Regions from separate parts of the Oryctolagus cuniculus genome. Here regions 1 and 3 are each linked to region 2. Evidence: chromatin contacts called from public Micro-C data. All regions are on one chromosome and are shown on one strand. The core of a region is the stretch at or near the end of the contact, and the rest is flanking DNA. Distances in the headings are between cores, read along the strand shown.

Region 1 (4,701 bases), core at 1,583-4,082, 260 kb before region 2:
AGGGAGGGAGGAGCTGATTCACTGATTCACAAACAGTGACTCAGAAGCCAGCAGAAAATAGCCTGTTCTCCCAGGTCTGCCTCACTGTCCAGTGATGAGGCACTTCCTCATTGCACACCCATGGCCAGAGCGAAGCGCAGGAGGAGGAAATGTAACTCACGATGTGTTTTTACCCTCTCAGACCTTGTATGTCCAGTCAGTATTTAGTGAGCACTTACTAAGTGCTCTTAGCCAAAGTATCTCCTGGTTTTTCCCATTACCTCTCAGATGGCATTATTCTGCACACAAATCACGCCGCCTTTGTGAAGTTCTGTATTTCCTAGGACACAACCCAAAAGCACTCGGGCTGCTGCATCTCAGCACATCATGCTGCTGGCTTTAGGTGCAAGACAGCGCTGACCCTCTGAAGTCCACGATCAACACAGGGAGGCATGGAGCTGTCTTCCTGGCTCTCGTATTGGCTTTGCAATTATCCATGCCCGTTGTCTGCACTGTGAGGTCCTCCTTGTGAGATCTAGTGGGCGGTACACCGAACATGGTATAGGTGTGAGGTTATCCATCTTTACTGGACGCTCTTTTTAAAAATTTTTTATTTATCTTGTTTGAAAGAGTTACGGAGACAAAGAGATCTTCCCTCTGCTGGTCCACTCCCCAAATGACAGCAACAGCCAGGGCTGGGCCAGGGTGAAGCCAGGAGCCAGGAACTCCATCTGGAACTCCCATGTGGGTGGCAGGAGCCCAAGCACCTGGGCCACCTTCCGCTGCTTTCATTACCAGGGACTGGAAGTGGAGCAGCCTTGACTCAGACTGGTGCTCGTGTGGGATGCTGGCGTCACAGGCCACTGTGCCACAGTGTCATCCCTGCAGGTGCTTTCTTTACCATTTACTAGCTCTATAACCTTACTTAACCCCTCTTGAGTCTCTGTCTTCTCCTCTGTAAGTTGGACACAATGTGGTCTTTTGTTGTTGTTGTTGTTAAAGATTTATTTATTTGAAAGGCAGAGTTAGAGAGAGAAGGACAGATATCTTTCATCTGCCAGCTCACTGCCCAGATGGCTGCAATGACCAGGGCTGGGCCAGGCCATAGCCAGAAGCCAGGAGCTTCCTCTAGGTCTCCCACGTGGGTGCAGGAGCCCAAGCACTTGGGTCATTTGCTGCTGCTTTCCCAGGCACATCAGCGGGGAGCTGGATTGGAAGTGGAGCAGCTGGGACTGACTTGAACCGGAGCCCATAGGGGATGCCAGCGCTGAAGGCTGCAGATTAACCCACTGCACCACAGCACTGGCCCCGATGTTGCCTATCTTACAGGATAGGGACCGAGTTCTCATACAGCACTGAAGATTATTTTTTTATTTTATTTTTTTGTTCTTTTGACAGGCAGAGTGGATAGTGAGAGAGAGAGAGAGAGAGACAGAGAGAAAGGTCTTCCTTTGCCGTTGGTTCACCCTCCAATGGCCGCCGCAGCCGGCGTGCTGTGGCCGGTGCACCACGCCGATCCGATGGCAGGAGCCAGGTGCTTCTCCTGGTCTCCCATGGGGTGCAGGGCCCAAGCACTTGGGCCATCCTCCACTGCACTCCCTGGCCACAGCAGAGAGCTGGCCTGGAAGAGGGGCAACCGGGACAGAATCCGGCGCCCCGACCGGGACTAGAACCCGGTGTGCCGGCGCCGCAAGGCAGAGGATTAGCCCAGAGCACCGGCCCGAGCACTGAAGATTAAATATCATGATATGAAAGACCCTGCACAGTGATGTCGTGATAAAAACTCCCACCTGGTCAGGTGGTTACAGACTGACTACTTCCTCCTCCCAAGCTGTAAACTGCGCCCTGCCTGCAGGATGGCGGGTGCGTCCCCACGACTGTGTTGCAAATAATAATTCAAACAAGCAATACTGAATTAAAGGTAATACATTACACATTAGAAACATTTGTCTTATAAGTACTTTTACTGTGCTAAAAATAGTGTGGTTCCGATCAATTTCCACCTGTGCGCCTAGGAAAAAGGAAACTTCGACCTCAGAGAGTGGTGCATCTTCTCTGTCTGCAGGCTCTAAGTCCTTCTTAGAGCTTGTTGCCACTAAGATCTACATTCCTTGCATCCTCCACACTGTCCTTTGTTTCCGCTTCACTGAAAACGCCATTACCCTGCGGTACAAGGGACCAGGAACACGAAGAAGTCTCCTCACCTGGCAAGAGACTTGCCACACAAACTTGGGATTGCTCCATTCCTGCCCCGAAGGCGGACAGGCTACGTCTATGCCCTCCTGGGTGCTATCCCGTGTCTCTGCCCCGGGGGCTCCAGACCTAGTATCCTCTTCTGCACTTCTCTGAAACAGAGGAGTGGTCGGTCCCGGGTCTTTCCTGTTGGCGCCCTTGCTTCCAGCACCACACCCAGGCGCGTCCAGGAAAAAGGGAGGGAGGGAGAGCAGGAAGCCACTTTACCAGGTTTTCAACAGCTAATTTTAAAGCAGACAACAAAGCTCACTTTATTTATTAGCATTTTACATAGGATTCCCATCAATCGGGCCATCAGACGCCCGCCAATCCCAAAACTCCTGTACAGTCAGGGTAAAGAACCTAGCGCTCGTGCCCTGGCCCTGCCCAGGAACTGCACAAAAGGTAAGAAAGTTGCAGACCCCGGGCCCGGGGCAGCACGAGCCCACCCTGGAGCCCCGGCAGGAGGAGGGCGCTTCCTTCCGGAAGTGACGCCACCTCAATCCCAGCCTGGCTCTCTCCAAACAAAAGGGATCCTGGGGCCCTGGGAGGAGCCTGAATGACATTGGAGAAGCTCCTCCTCCAGCCCGCGTGGATTGGTGCCGGCGCTGGAGAGACGAGGCGGTGACTGGCCCAGGCGAATGCCAGTGGCCCCGCCGGCGGCTGGGGAGGCGGGACCTCGGGGGCTGTGGATGGGGAACGGGTGGCGGCGGCGGAGGCGGCGGGGAGCGGATCCCGGAGCGCCGCGGGAAGGTAGGGGCGGCGGGTGCCTGGGCTCGGCGGTGGCGGGAGGCCGGGTTCTCAGAGAAAAGCAGGCGTAGGAGCGCGGGTAGCCTCTGCCACCGGCCGCTCTCATCCCCGGGGCCATCCCCTGAGGGGGCGGGGCCGCCTCCTCCAGCTCCCGGTATTCCCCGAGGAGGCGTCTCCTCATCCTCCGAGGGTCCTCGCCGCTACTACTGCATCCCCTTCCAGTTCCCGGCTCCTCGGCAGGGGCTTCCGTCGGGACGCCGCTCACCTAGAAGCCCCTCCCGTCCCGCGCCCCAGCCTTGGCGCGGGAATCGCAGGTTCCCGTTCTGTAGGCTGCCGCCCCCACCCTCGCCGTGTACGCTCCGGGGGCCAGCCCGCTTTCCCTCCACCTGTCCCTGCTCGCCGGGGTGGCACCGGAGCCGGTTTCCTCCGTAATAGCATATCAGTTTTCCAAAAAGGAAGGATGAGGCGAAGGGGGAAAAAAAAATCAAAGACGCGTAGTAGACGGCGAGCTGCACGGGCGAAGCGGCCTTCGCCACTTGCGTTCTGCCCATCCCCCATCCTCTGCAGCCCCTCTGCAGCCCCTCTGCAGCCCCGGTGACCCTCTGCTCTCCGTGGGGGAGTCCAGAGCTCCCTTGCCTCGGGACTCTTGTAGACTCTGGAAGAAAGAGAAATGGCACCGCCAACCCACCACGCTTTGTACCTTCCCTCTATTGCTTCGGGACCGCCCAGCTTCTGAGGGTCGTTTCAGATTTGAGCTGCGTTTTATTTTTGCTTTCCACCCTGTTTTCTCCCCGAGAGCTTGATGGGAAGCCGTCCTCCTTGTGTTTCACGATGAGGTGGGCGTGTGGGCTATCTGCAGACTTGGCCTCGCGTGGGTAGGAATACAGGGCATATTGTTTGACAATCAATGAACAAGAGCGTGTTTTCAAATGAAACGGGGTGGATAAATAAATGAGGAACGAGGGTCTCGCCGGCCTGGGTGGGCTGAGCCCGTTGCTCAGGGAGAAGCCAGTTAACCTTGAAGCTGTACTGCAGGTTGAGACAAAAGGCAGGAAGTGTGGGGAGAAAATTCAGGTTCAGTCGTCTAGGTTTATGATTAATCTGGGCCCTCGGCCTTTGATTACTCCCCAGCCCCTCTTTTAGAGTGGCTTTTCCCCTACTGGGACACAAAAAACCTATAGGATGTTATTGATTGGTTTTATAATGCCATTATCATCCACCAAAATTTAGAATATCAGCAATAAAATTTGTATCTCAGAGATAAGGGTAAATAAAGGCAAGGTGGACGTTAGCTATTAACATATGTAAATACCAACACACGTCTCTGTGGTGTGCTTGTAAAGGATTTGTAGCAGATGCAACAGAGTGATGCCTTTTGCCTGATGTTCATGGCCTGGAGCCCTCAGTAACCATCTGTGCTTAGCACTTCTATATATTAAAACCTGCTGTATTTTTAGCCTTTTTTTTTTTTTCTCTGCTTTGCTTTCCATCCCAAGTCCATCTCACTGCTGTTATATTTAGCCAAAGCAATGAGATGCAAGGAGTTGGAATCACAGAGGGTGACTGTAGGCTGTTGTCTCTCACTCCCCTGCATAGCCATCCTGAGATGACTTCCTGGAGGTAATGAGTGTTGTGTGGTTGGGTTCCGAGTCTGCAGAGCGGTTCTCAGTGCTGGCTGAGCTGCTCAGTGGTTGTTTCCGGACCTGCAGGAGGAAAGCATCAAGAAGACTGTGTGTGCAG
Region 2 (4,945 bases), core at 2,024-4,523:
CCCAGATTACTTTGCTCCTTTAAAGAAGCAATTTAATTCTTACTCTGCCTGTTTCAGTCATTTTTTGTTACCAACCTGGGCCCTTTGGGCATTGAATTGCTAACTCACTCCCAACCCCTCCTCCATTACAGTATACAATAAGCCTTTAATATGCAAATACTGCCAATATCTATAAGCCCAGAGAAAGCTCCAGTGTTGCCCAACTTGCTTGAATAGACTTTTTTTTTTCAAATGCTGAAATATTTTGGACATGCTGATGCACAAATATTTATAATTATTGCAACCACAGAAAGCATATTTTGAAAAATACCAAAACATGAAGGAAGGAAATGGAAACTACTTACAAATATTACTCCTGATATCAAAGAAGATGTCCCTGTAAGTGCCACATAGAATTTGGGTGTCAATGAATTTAAAAATACTGTCACTGTTGAAAGAAAAAAATCAAAATATTAACAAATTGCAAATCCAAAGTACTTAATTTACAAATATGCAAGAATTTTTGAACGGAAAATAAAGAAATTATACAGACACTTCCTGATGTATGAGGGGGTTACTTCCTAATAAACTCATTAAGTCAATAATGCATTCAATATATCTAACCTTCTCAACATAGCTTAGCATTACAATCACCCCAGTCTCTCACTGCTTACCCTCCTGATCTGTGAGTGATTAGGAGGTGCTACAGTATAGCATCACAAGAGTGCATGTTGCTAGCTCGGGGGGAAAAATCAACATTCAAAATCTGAAGTTCAGTTTCTACTGAATGTGTTTCACTTTCATCCTATTGTTAAGTCAAAGAATTGTTAAGTCAAGCTATACTGAATAAGGAATCATTTACTTTAATATCTGGTAAGCAATTTGTCTGAGAAAGTTGTAACTTTTGGGGTCAGCACTGTAGCATGGCAGGTTAAGCTGCTGCTTCCAATGAGGGCACCCATAAGCCAGTGCAGGTTCAAGTCCTGGCTGCTCCTCTTCCAATCCAGTTCCATGCCAATCACCTGGGAAGGTAGTGGATGATGGATGGCTCACATATTTGGGTCTCTGCTACTCACATCAGAGATGTGGATGGAGTTCAAACTCCTGGTTTTGGCCACTGTGGCCATCTGGGGAGTGAACAAGAGGATGGCTCTCCCACCCCATGTCACTCTTCCAAATAAATCATCTTAAAAAATGAGTTATTCATTTAACAAATGAGTTATTCATTTAAGAAGTCAGAGCTAGAGAGAGAGAGAGAGAGAGAGAGAGAGAGAGAGAGAGAATCTCCCATCCACTGGTTCACTTTCCAGATGACTGCACTAACAGCGCTGGGACAGGCTAAAGCCAGGAGCTTCTTCTGGATCTCCTATATGGGTGGCAAATGCCCAGGTATTTGGGGCCATCATCTGCTGCTTTTTCAGGTCATTAGCAGGGAGCTGGATTGAATGTAGAACAGCTGGGACACCAACCAGCATCCATATGGGATGCAGGTGTTACAGCCAGTGGCTTTACCAGCTGTCACAGTGCTTGCCCCAAAAGTTGTAACCTTTAAAAAGCTACTTTAACATTGCATAGTGTCTTAAAAATGCATTCACATATGAAAAGGTAGGGTTTTATAAGCAGCCAATCAAGATAACATAATTTGGCTTGCTTTTGAGAATAAAACTCCATGACTTTTCAGTCACAATTTGGATAAGAACTTTGCAAACCTATAAGGATAAGAAGCTAAACAAACCTCCAGCCACTCCCTAATTATTCTGGAGAAACACAAATTAGACGGAAGGAAACCACGTCTGCATTTGGTAACTCAGCTGCAGAGGCAGAGCAACAAAGTGAAAGCTGATTAACTGAAATCCTACATCAGATTTTTCACTTCAAATAATTGTCTCACAAATACTGTGAGTTTAAAAAAAAAAAGAGAGAAACCTTATAATAGTCAACTACTCTCATCTAAATGGGTATCTAGTTAACAAGTAGAAAAACAGTGAACTCAGTTAATAATATTTTACTGAGCATACAAATATCATGAAGCACCTGTTACAGGTGCCAAATTAGCTTCTCAGTCTAGTGTTAGTTATTTCTGAATTTACATTTGTACCTATTTTCTAAAAAAAAAGAAACATATTTCCAAACATTATCTCAGTCTTTCGTGTCACCTCATGGAATAGAAAAGGGAGTATTTGTCTTCTCTTGCTACAGAAAAATAAAACCATGATTTTGACTGTCAAAGTCATCACAAATCGGAAATAACTTCGTCTTGTTCTGAGGTTGCTGCTGAGAGCAAGTGAAATACTGTCACGACAGCGTAAAAGGCCTTAGGCCTTATCTACTTCGTCCTGTCTGTAGCTGAAAGAATAGTATTTCAGAATCCCCGGGGGATCACGGTCTCCCATAGGCCTTTGTATCTTCAACACAGGCTACATAGCAAGCTCCACAAATATTGGGATAAAAAAAAAAAAAAAAAAGAATGAACAACCCCACCGCTATTCCTCTCTCTCTTCCCTTCTCCCTCCTGCAGTGTTCATCACTCAAGATTAAAGTCTAAAAAACCAAAAATATCGCGAAAAGTCTAAGAGCTTTTAAGGCAACAGAACGGTCGACTACGATCTCGGCATCTTTGACAGAGCTGCTCGTCTTCGCCGTCTAGGGTGGGGTCTCAGGGCTGGGCGGCGGGAGATTCAAAGGAACGACTTTCAGGGGACCCTACCAACGGCGAGGGGGTATAGAAATTCCACCTCCGAGTTTGAGAACGCGCTCTTGGTCTCAGCACCTGAAGCTTACGGTCGGCCGGCGGCTTTCTCCGCAGGTGAAGGAGGACCCAAGAGGGCGGATCTGAAAAGCTCTAGGGAGGAGCCGCCAGCGGCAGCTCGGGTTTGACAATCAGCTGCCCGGCTGCGGCCCGAGAGAGAAGTGCCCCTCGGTCGCGCATCGCCAACACCTTCTCCGAAGCCCTCCGCGGCTACCGAGCGTCTCCACCCTTAGCCCTCGCCCCGGGCACTTCTCCTGGCGTCCCCGCGCTCCCCCGGGAGATCCGAGTCTCTCACCCGCTGCCAAGTTCTCACACAGCCTCAGCGGGACCCTCAGAGCGTAAAGCAGCCCCAACCCCGCCACGAACCACAGCGAGGCCCCAGTCCCCGCCAGCCCAGCCCGCAGCCGCTCCTTCCAGCCCAGCGGCGGGCTCAGGCCGGGAGCGGGAGCAGGAGCAGTCGCCGCCGCAGCCCCGGCTTCACACGAGCCGTAACCGTCCGCCATCTTGCCGCTTCCGCGGGCGCCCGGAGCTGGGAGGGGAGAAGGGCAGGAAACCGGGAGTCGGGAATCCTGGGATAGTGGCGGACCTGAAGTTAGCCTCCGCGAAGCTGGGAATCCTGGGGGAACGGGGACCGAGAAGATCTGGAAGGTGGCGGACCTTCTGGGGACAGGGAAGGGGCGTCTGGCAGCACGTATTCTGGGAGGAAATGGACTAGGATGTGACCCTGAAGTGTTTTTGCTTCCAAACGACACGAGAGTCACCTTTCACCCCATTCCCGGCGTCGTTTCAAGGGCCGAGCAGCTCTTAACGCTTTGGACTCGGCTGCCATGGAGATCACTAATACCAGGAAAACCTCTAGGAGTAGCGATCGCTCTCTGGTCGGATGGAGCCCAGGCGTTAAGGACAGGCGAAACTCTCTGCCAGCATCCAATAGATGAACAGGGAAACGAACGTAACTCAGTGAGAAAGATATTAGACTAAAAAAATCCCTGATGGCAAAGCCGACTTCCTGCGGCGCGGGCGCCAGGGTCGGGCCCCGCCGCGCGTAACTGACATGGCGCCCTGTCGGTCGGGGTTTCCGGGCGGGTCCTTCCGACGGCCCCTGCGGTGATTCCATCACTCGGCTTTCTTCCCGGCCTGCCTCGCGCCCGCGGCCGGGCTGGGCCAGAGCAGCCCAAGATGGCCGACTTCGAGGATCGGGTGTCGGATGAGGAGAAGGTAAGGGGTCCGCCTCTCTCTCATCTCCTGCCCCGACAGGGTACAGGGGCCCGACTCGGCTGCGGTGGCGAGCCCGGCAGTGTCCTCAGCAAAAAGAAAGTTCGTGGGCCGCGGTGGCATGCGCTCTCCGCGGTCGGGACGCTTCCCTCTGCCTCACGGTGGCCCCAGTTCCCCATTACTCAACTCTCTTTTCCTCCAGGGTCTGAGGCACAGTCCAGTGGCCTTCCTTCCACAGGAGACTTTTTCCTTACTGTGTCGTGACTGTGGGCTCTCTTCGGTCATTAGGAGAGGGGCCGGCGGTGATGTCGCGACGTACGGAGCAGCAGTTATTTGGCCGCCTTTAGCTGTTGGGGCTCGGCCCATCCCCCCCATTTTTAAGTATGATTGGGGCTAGTTTAGGGCGAGTCACTTCCTGGTCAGGGTGGCCTCTTAACTTCCCTTTTGCTCCTCCTTCCTCAGGAAGTGATCTCTGCTGTCCCGAGTCCTTAGAGAGGAGAGGTCTCCTAGTGTTGACCGCCTCACTTACACATCCACTTCTTTTCTCACGTACTGTCGACTGAACGGATTCGCTCTAATACCTGTGTAAGCCTCAGGACATTTGCTGCAGAATTTGAACACCGCTCTCTTTCCCGCAGACACTCCCTTGATTGTTTTGTAGGGTACCTACCGTCTCTGCGCCCACCCCATCCATCATCCCTTGCATCTTCCATCCTAACGATTATTTGGAAAAAAGTTTTTGCTTTCTTGTTAACCAATCAAGAATAGCTAATGGCTTTTTGTGTTTTTTTTTTTTTAATTCCAGAATTGTTTTGTATACCGCATAAGCATTTTAATAAATTTAAGTCTCGGCAAAGCATCCTGACTGATCGGATGCTTCCCTGTGATGGCTTAGATTACAGTTGGATGTGTCAGCATCAATTTGTCTACTTCTTTAAAAGTGTCTTAAATAGCATCATGTTCTACGTTTAGTGGAATAACTTTTTTTTTTTTTTAACGACA
Region 3 (4,971 bases), core at 1,888-4,387, 290 kb before region 2:
GCCTCTCCATGCAGAGCCAGGCAGCTCCAGCTTGCCCACGGGTGCTCTCCTGGGCCCCAAGGTCCCCGCAGAGGCAGGGGTGCCTGCCCTGGCTACAGAGAAGTGGGGGCCTCAAGTGGTGACAAGCTCCGGGCAGGGCAGCTCTCTCTGCCTTTGTCTGCTTTAGACAGGGCACTGCTGCGTGTGATTTCATTTCAAGAAAACGTTTTGCTGCTAAAAATAAATTAAAAGCCACTAAATTAAATGACCTCTGTTCACAAGCCCCTCGCAGGCTGACAGCCTCCCTGGTTCGCTGAGCTCAGTGGTATGGAAGTACACTGTTCCCTGAGCTGGACAAAGGCTCCTCTTAGTTCTCAGTTAGGAAGAAACACCGTCTGTCTGCCTGCCCGCCCGCCTGTCTGTCTGTCTGCCCGTGTCTCTGTCTAGCTAGGATGAGCCGTGCGGGTGCGGAGGCAGATGGAGAGCTGTATTTATCTTCCTCTGTCTCTCAGCCTTCTTCCAGCCCGGCCTCCCCCTGTCTCTATAACTCTTTGTGTGTGTCTCTCTTGCTCCTGCCCAATAAAGATTTAGAGGCAGGCTCCGGCAGCTGAGAAGGGCTATATTAATTCTAAGCTTGTTTCCAAACAGCACGGAGGCCTGCCCGGGTTAATTAGTTGTGCAGGCTTTCTTCAAGTGAGTGAGCCGGCAGGGTTTTTTACAGCTCTGTCACTGCATGTATTTGTTCGTTTCTGTTTTATCTGGAAATACATTTATCTGACAATAAATAACATCACCATGACTCAGGCCGGTAAAGGCAATGAACAGCGCCTCCGTGGACTTCCGTCAGGGGTCTTCATGGCCTGGGGCCCCTACTCCCAGAGGGGCTTCCAGGCCTTGGGAGAAATGGGGAAAGTGCTGGTGAAGCCGGTGGGAGGAGGCTAGAGGGGTGAGGACAGGGGCTTGGTGGGGCTGGAGGCAAGGAGGGGAGCTGCCCACTGGCGGATGGAGAGCATGTAAGGGGGGGGGCAGCCTGGGGCTCAGGGAAGGTAGCTAAGGATGCACCTGCCACACGAAGAGACAGAGACAGAAGTTCCGGTCCCAGGTCCCCATATCAGCCAATGTGAAGGCACTTCAAAAAGTTCATAGAGAAGTGGAATTAGAAAATATATTTACATTGCTGCAAAGAATTTTTGAAACATCTATTTTTTTATTAATACTGATTGGCCATTGAAGACCTGGTGCAAGCTCTGTGACCTCAGGCAGCTGGCTAACCTCGGGCCTCCTCACCCATTTCATGTACATGGGAACAGCGCCTCTGTGCTCCGGGCAGTGGCCTGGAGACACAGGAGGGGACGTACTAGACACACAGTGGAGATGCTCAGCTCTGGAGGGAACAGAGGTGCTCAGGTAGACTCGCCTGGGGCCTCCGGGCCTCCCTGGGAAAAATTCAACTAAAATGTTTGAGAAAGGATTTGATGAGAAAGCTTGGCCTTCTGTGCAAAGGGGTCTATGCCGATGACGTCAGCATCACCCCAGGCTGGCCCACTTGCAACTTCACCACAGTCTCCCCAGGGCTTGCTCAGATCTTGCACAAGCCCCAGCTGGGCAGACTGTGTTAGTGCAGACAAAAAGTTATACTATGTCCTGATCTACAAATAAGTTGATCTACAAATAAGTGCTTATTCAGGACCTTGGAGGGGAGGGAGGGAAAGAGGTGAGGGGCAGAGGGACCACAGCAGAAAACCAAGTAGGCAAGACAGGACAGCGGCTGAGTGTACGGACTGTGAGCTCTGACCATCTATTCATACCACTTCCTGGCTCCAGGCCTTGGGCAGCTATGGGACTTGTGTGTCTCAGTTTAGTGTTCCCATCTGTAAAGTGGGATAGAACTGGTCCCCGGCTCATGGGGTTGTGGTGGTGAGGCCTGAATGAGACGAATATGTGACACGAATAGGACAGAAGTGGATGGCATGCGGCAAGAATCCATAAACATTGCAAACGCTACCCGGACACACATGAAGAGGGTCATTCGGATACACATGGACCTACTGCCAACGAGGGCCCGAGTGCTGAGGGTCACAGTCAAAGAGAATTTCAGCTTTCTGAGACAACCTAGGAATCCTTCCAGGAGGAAGAGTAGAGTCCTTGTACATTGCGGGACGCCTAAACTGCAGCCCAGAGGAGCCAAGCAACCCCAGCGTGTTACCAGCAATCAGCCAGCAGGTGGCGCCAGCTCCCTCCACACCAGCACCTCCCAACGGACGGGCACCCAGCCCACCTGCAGTCAGGATGGAAACAGGACCGAGAGCCGAAGGGAAGCGGAAAAGCTCTCCTCCCCAGGTAGGACAGAGAAGGAGTCCAGACTCACCACAGCGCCTCGGAGGCGCAGGGGTCCTCGCCGTCCTGGGGGCCTGCAACCACAGCCCAGTCTGCTTCGTGTCCCCTCACTGCAGGAAAGAAAGGCAGTGTGGTTCGTGCACGCCCTCTGAGGGCATCTGAGGGCTGGCATTGCTCTTGAAAGTAGCCAGGTACCACTTCCGGCCTGGAGGTCGTGAAAGCCGAGGGCCCTGCCCTAGCCCGTCCAGCAATGGGAAACAGAGCCTGCGGCAGCGTGACTGGAAAAGAGACGCAGGCCTCTCCCATCCCAGGACCGCATGGCTCTCCAAAACTAGTGCAAGAGGCATCCGGCAGGTCTTGGCTCCGCATGGAGATGCACAGAGCCTGCTAAAGGCCAGAAGCCAACGACTTGCCCAGGTGGCTGCCGAATTAAGAGGGGGAAAGAGGTGACCTCAGTGATGGAGGGAATCTGCAGCGTCAAAGCCAGACAGAGCCAGGGAGGGGTAGGGGATGCTTCTTTGTCCCCTACAGTCATAGAAAGGGGGTTCTTATTCGCCTTCACCCCTCCCCGCTCTGCCCTAAGAGAGACACTAAAGCCTGGGAGACGGGGGAGGAGGACGTGCCTTCAAACACGCACCGGCGCTCCACGCAGCCAGCGCCCAGCTCCAGCGCGCGCTGCAGGAACGAGAGAAGAGCATCGAATCGGGTTTGAGATGAAAGTTTTAAAAATGTAAAAGGCTGAGTCTTAATTACCGGAATGAGGCTGTGGTAGTCATCGAAAATTCCGGAGCCAGACCAAGCCGTTGCTCCCCAGCAGGAAAGAGAGAGGGGGCCCCGTGGAGCCCAGGGCAGCTACTGGAAGAAACGCAAGTGGCTCGTGTTTATGCGACTTCCCGGTAAATCGGGCCAAATTACATGCCTGTGGGAAGTAACTGGGCCTTGGAGACCAGTGTCGCTGTGGTCAGGGCACCCAGTGGGGGGTAATGGCTGGCCCAGGGCACCTCCTGCCCCCTCCCGGGTAGGCGCAGTCTCTCCCGCCAGGCTGAGGGAAGCATGGGGAGTCTGTCTCCGGGCTTTTAATGAGGCACTTAGAAAGAGGAACACGATGCTGCTGCTTACAGGAATCCTCCGTGGAATGCACTCCCAGGCAGCTGGAGGAGATGGTGCAATTTGCTTACTTCTAGAACATTCCAGGAAGCCTCCCTCCCCTCCCCATCCTAACACTGACCAGCAGTACCCCTCTGGGAAGGCCAGCAGCCGGGGAGGTCTTGGAGTCCCCCAGGCTGAGCAAGTCGGGAGAGGGACAAGCCAGGGGCCTTCTCAGTCCCTGGGACACAGGGGCAGCACAGCCAGAGGCTAAGGCGGCGGCCATGGGGCTCGGCTGCCTCCTGGAAGACGACAGGAAATGAAGTCTACACCGAGCAGGGCGGGACCGGCTAGCGGAACAGAATGTTCCCCTGGCTGATTTCCATCTGGGGGAGAGGGAAACGCGCACCCTCGCCAGATGCTTGTGCTGCGCCCCGCACTCTGCTCACCCGCTTCTGCCCCAAGCCTCCCACAGCCCGCCAAGGGGACATTTTCTCCGCGTCAACCAGGAGGAAACCAGGCAGCGCGGTTGCCTTAAGGCCGCGCGTGTCCCTGGAACTCTAGCCTGCAGTCCTGGTGCACGGCAGGCAGAGGCAGAGACCACGCCCAGAGACAGAGACCACGCCCCTTCTCCAGAGCACCTGCTGCCTCGCTGCCCAGGGTTAGGTTTAGCTGCCCCTGCAGGGAGTTCCTTCAGCTCTCCCGCCTCCCCAGGCTTTGAGCCCTGGTCTTCTTGGTCTTCTTGGGGACAGTTCCCAGCCAGGGCTGAGCGAGCCTCGCCCTTTGCCACTCACATGGAGCCCTGTTTGCCCCAAGCTGCCTGTTGGCTGGCAGGGGCTCCGCCGCGGGTCTGAGCGCTCCCCTGGGCCGACCGACCTGCTTCCTCCTCCTCCTCCCTCAGGCGTCACTCTCCTTGCACCCCTCCCTCGGGCTTACCCCCAGCAGTCCCATCCCTTCCGTCTGACACAGCCTCCCCCTCCTCACCCGTCCTGGAGGGCAATCCAGGGATTGAACTCCTACTAGGAGCTGTGGCTTTACCCCATGCAAAACTACTGTAAGTTTTAAGGTTCGAGCCGTTCCCAAAGAGCTAGCTCTCCTTGAAAACTGGGTGCTTTGTGCTCAGAGGCTGTGGCTAATATTCAACCTTATTTTGAATTCTAAAATCCAAGCAGAGAGTCTCCCCTACCTTCTCCTGGCCCCCCATATCAATTCCACCCCTGAAATTTCACAACATGGAGGCAAGCGTTTGGCACAGCGCGTAAGGTGCCTCTTGGGATGCCTGAATCCCATATTGGAATGCCCGGTTTGAGTCCTAGCCCCTCTGCTTCCAATCCAGCTTCCTTGGAGGCAGCAGATGATGGTTCAAGTCCCTGGGTCCCTGCCACCCACATAGGAGACCCAGATGGAGTTTGAGGCTCCTGCTTCAGCTTGGCTCAGCCCTGGCTTTTGTGGTCATTTGGAGAGTGAACCAGCAGATGGAAGATCTCTCTCTCTCTCTCTCTCACACACACACACACACATACACACACACAGACACATACACATACACACACACACACAGGCTGAATA

The links. A called contact is a pair of places that touch in the nucleus more often than the background predicts.
Region 1: a Micro-C map of ear pinna shows a contact between it and region 2, with 4 times the contacts expected there. The contact joins the promoter of CTTNBP2NL here to the promoter of ST7L in region 2. A contact is called at or near these places in 4 of 6 Hi-C or Micro-C datasets (ear pinna, psoas muscle, skin fibroblasts and 1 more).
Region 3: a contact with region 2 is called in a Micro-C map of ear pinna, with 5 times the contacts expected there. The contact joins the enhancer-like site here to the promoter of ST7L in region 2. A contact is called at or near these places in 2 of 6 Hi-C or Micro-C datasets (ear pinna and embryonic fibroblasts).

The regions. Positions count from the first base shown.
Region 1 is chr7:57,961,091-57,965,791 of mOryCun1.1, reverse strand. CTTNBP2NL (CTTNBP2 N-terminal like) reads left to right here and starts at 2,832. Exons shown (of 6, transcript XM_008264666.4): 1 at 2,832-2,964.
Region 2 is chr7:57,704,038-57,708,982 of mOryCun1.1, reverse strand. It overlaps ST7L (suppression of tumorigenicity 7 like), which reads right to left and starts at 3,273. Exons shown (of 17, transcript XR_007923918.2): 1 at 3,024-3,273; 2 at 345-427. CAPZA1 (capping actin protein of muscle Z-line subunit alpha 1) reads left to right here and starts at 3,801. Exons shown (of 9, transcript XM_070077873.1): 1 at 3,801-3,946. The coding sequence starts at 3,908.
Region 3 is chr7:57,996,802-58,001,772 of mOryCun1.1, reverse strand. No RefSeq gene overlaps it. Among named protein-coding and RNA genes, the nearest start is that of CTTNBP2NL, 36 kb to the right of the region's middle. Within about 2 kb of position 3,137, at least 3 of the 8 cell types and tissues checked have an H3K27ac peak or open chromatin away from gene starts, as enhancers often do. A contact at or near this core is called in ear pinna, where this site is marked.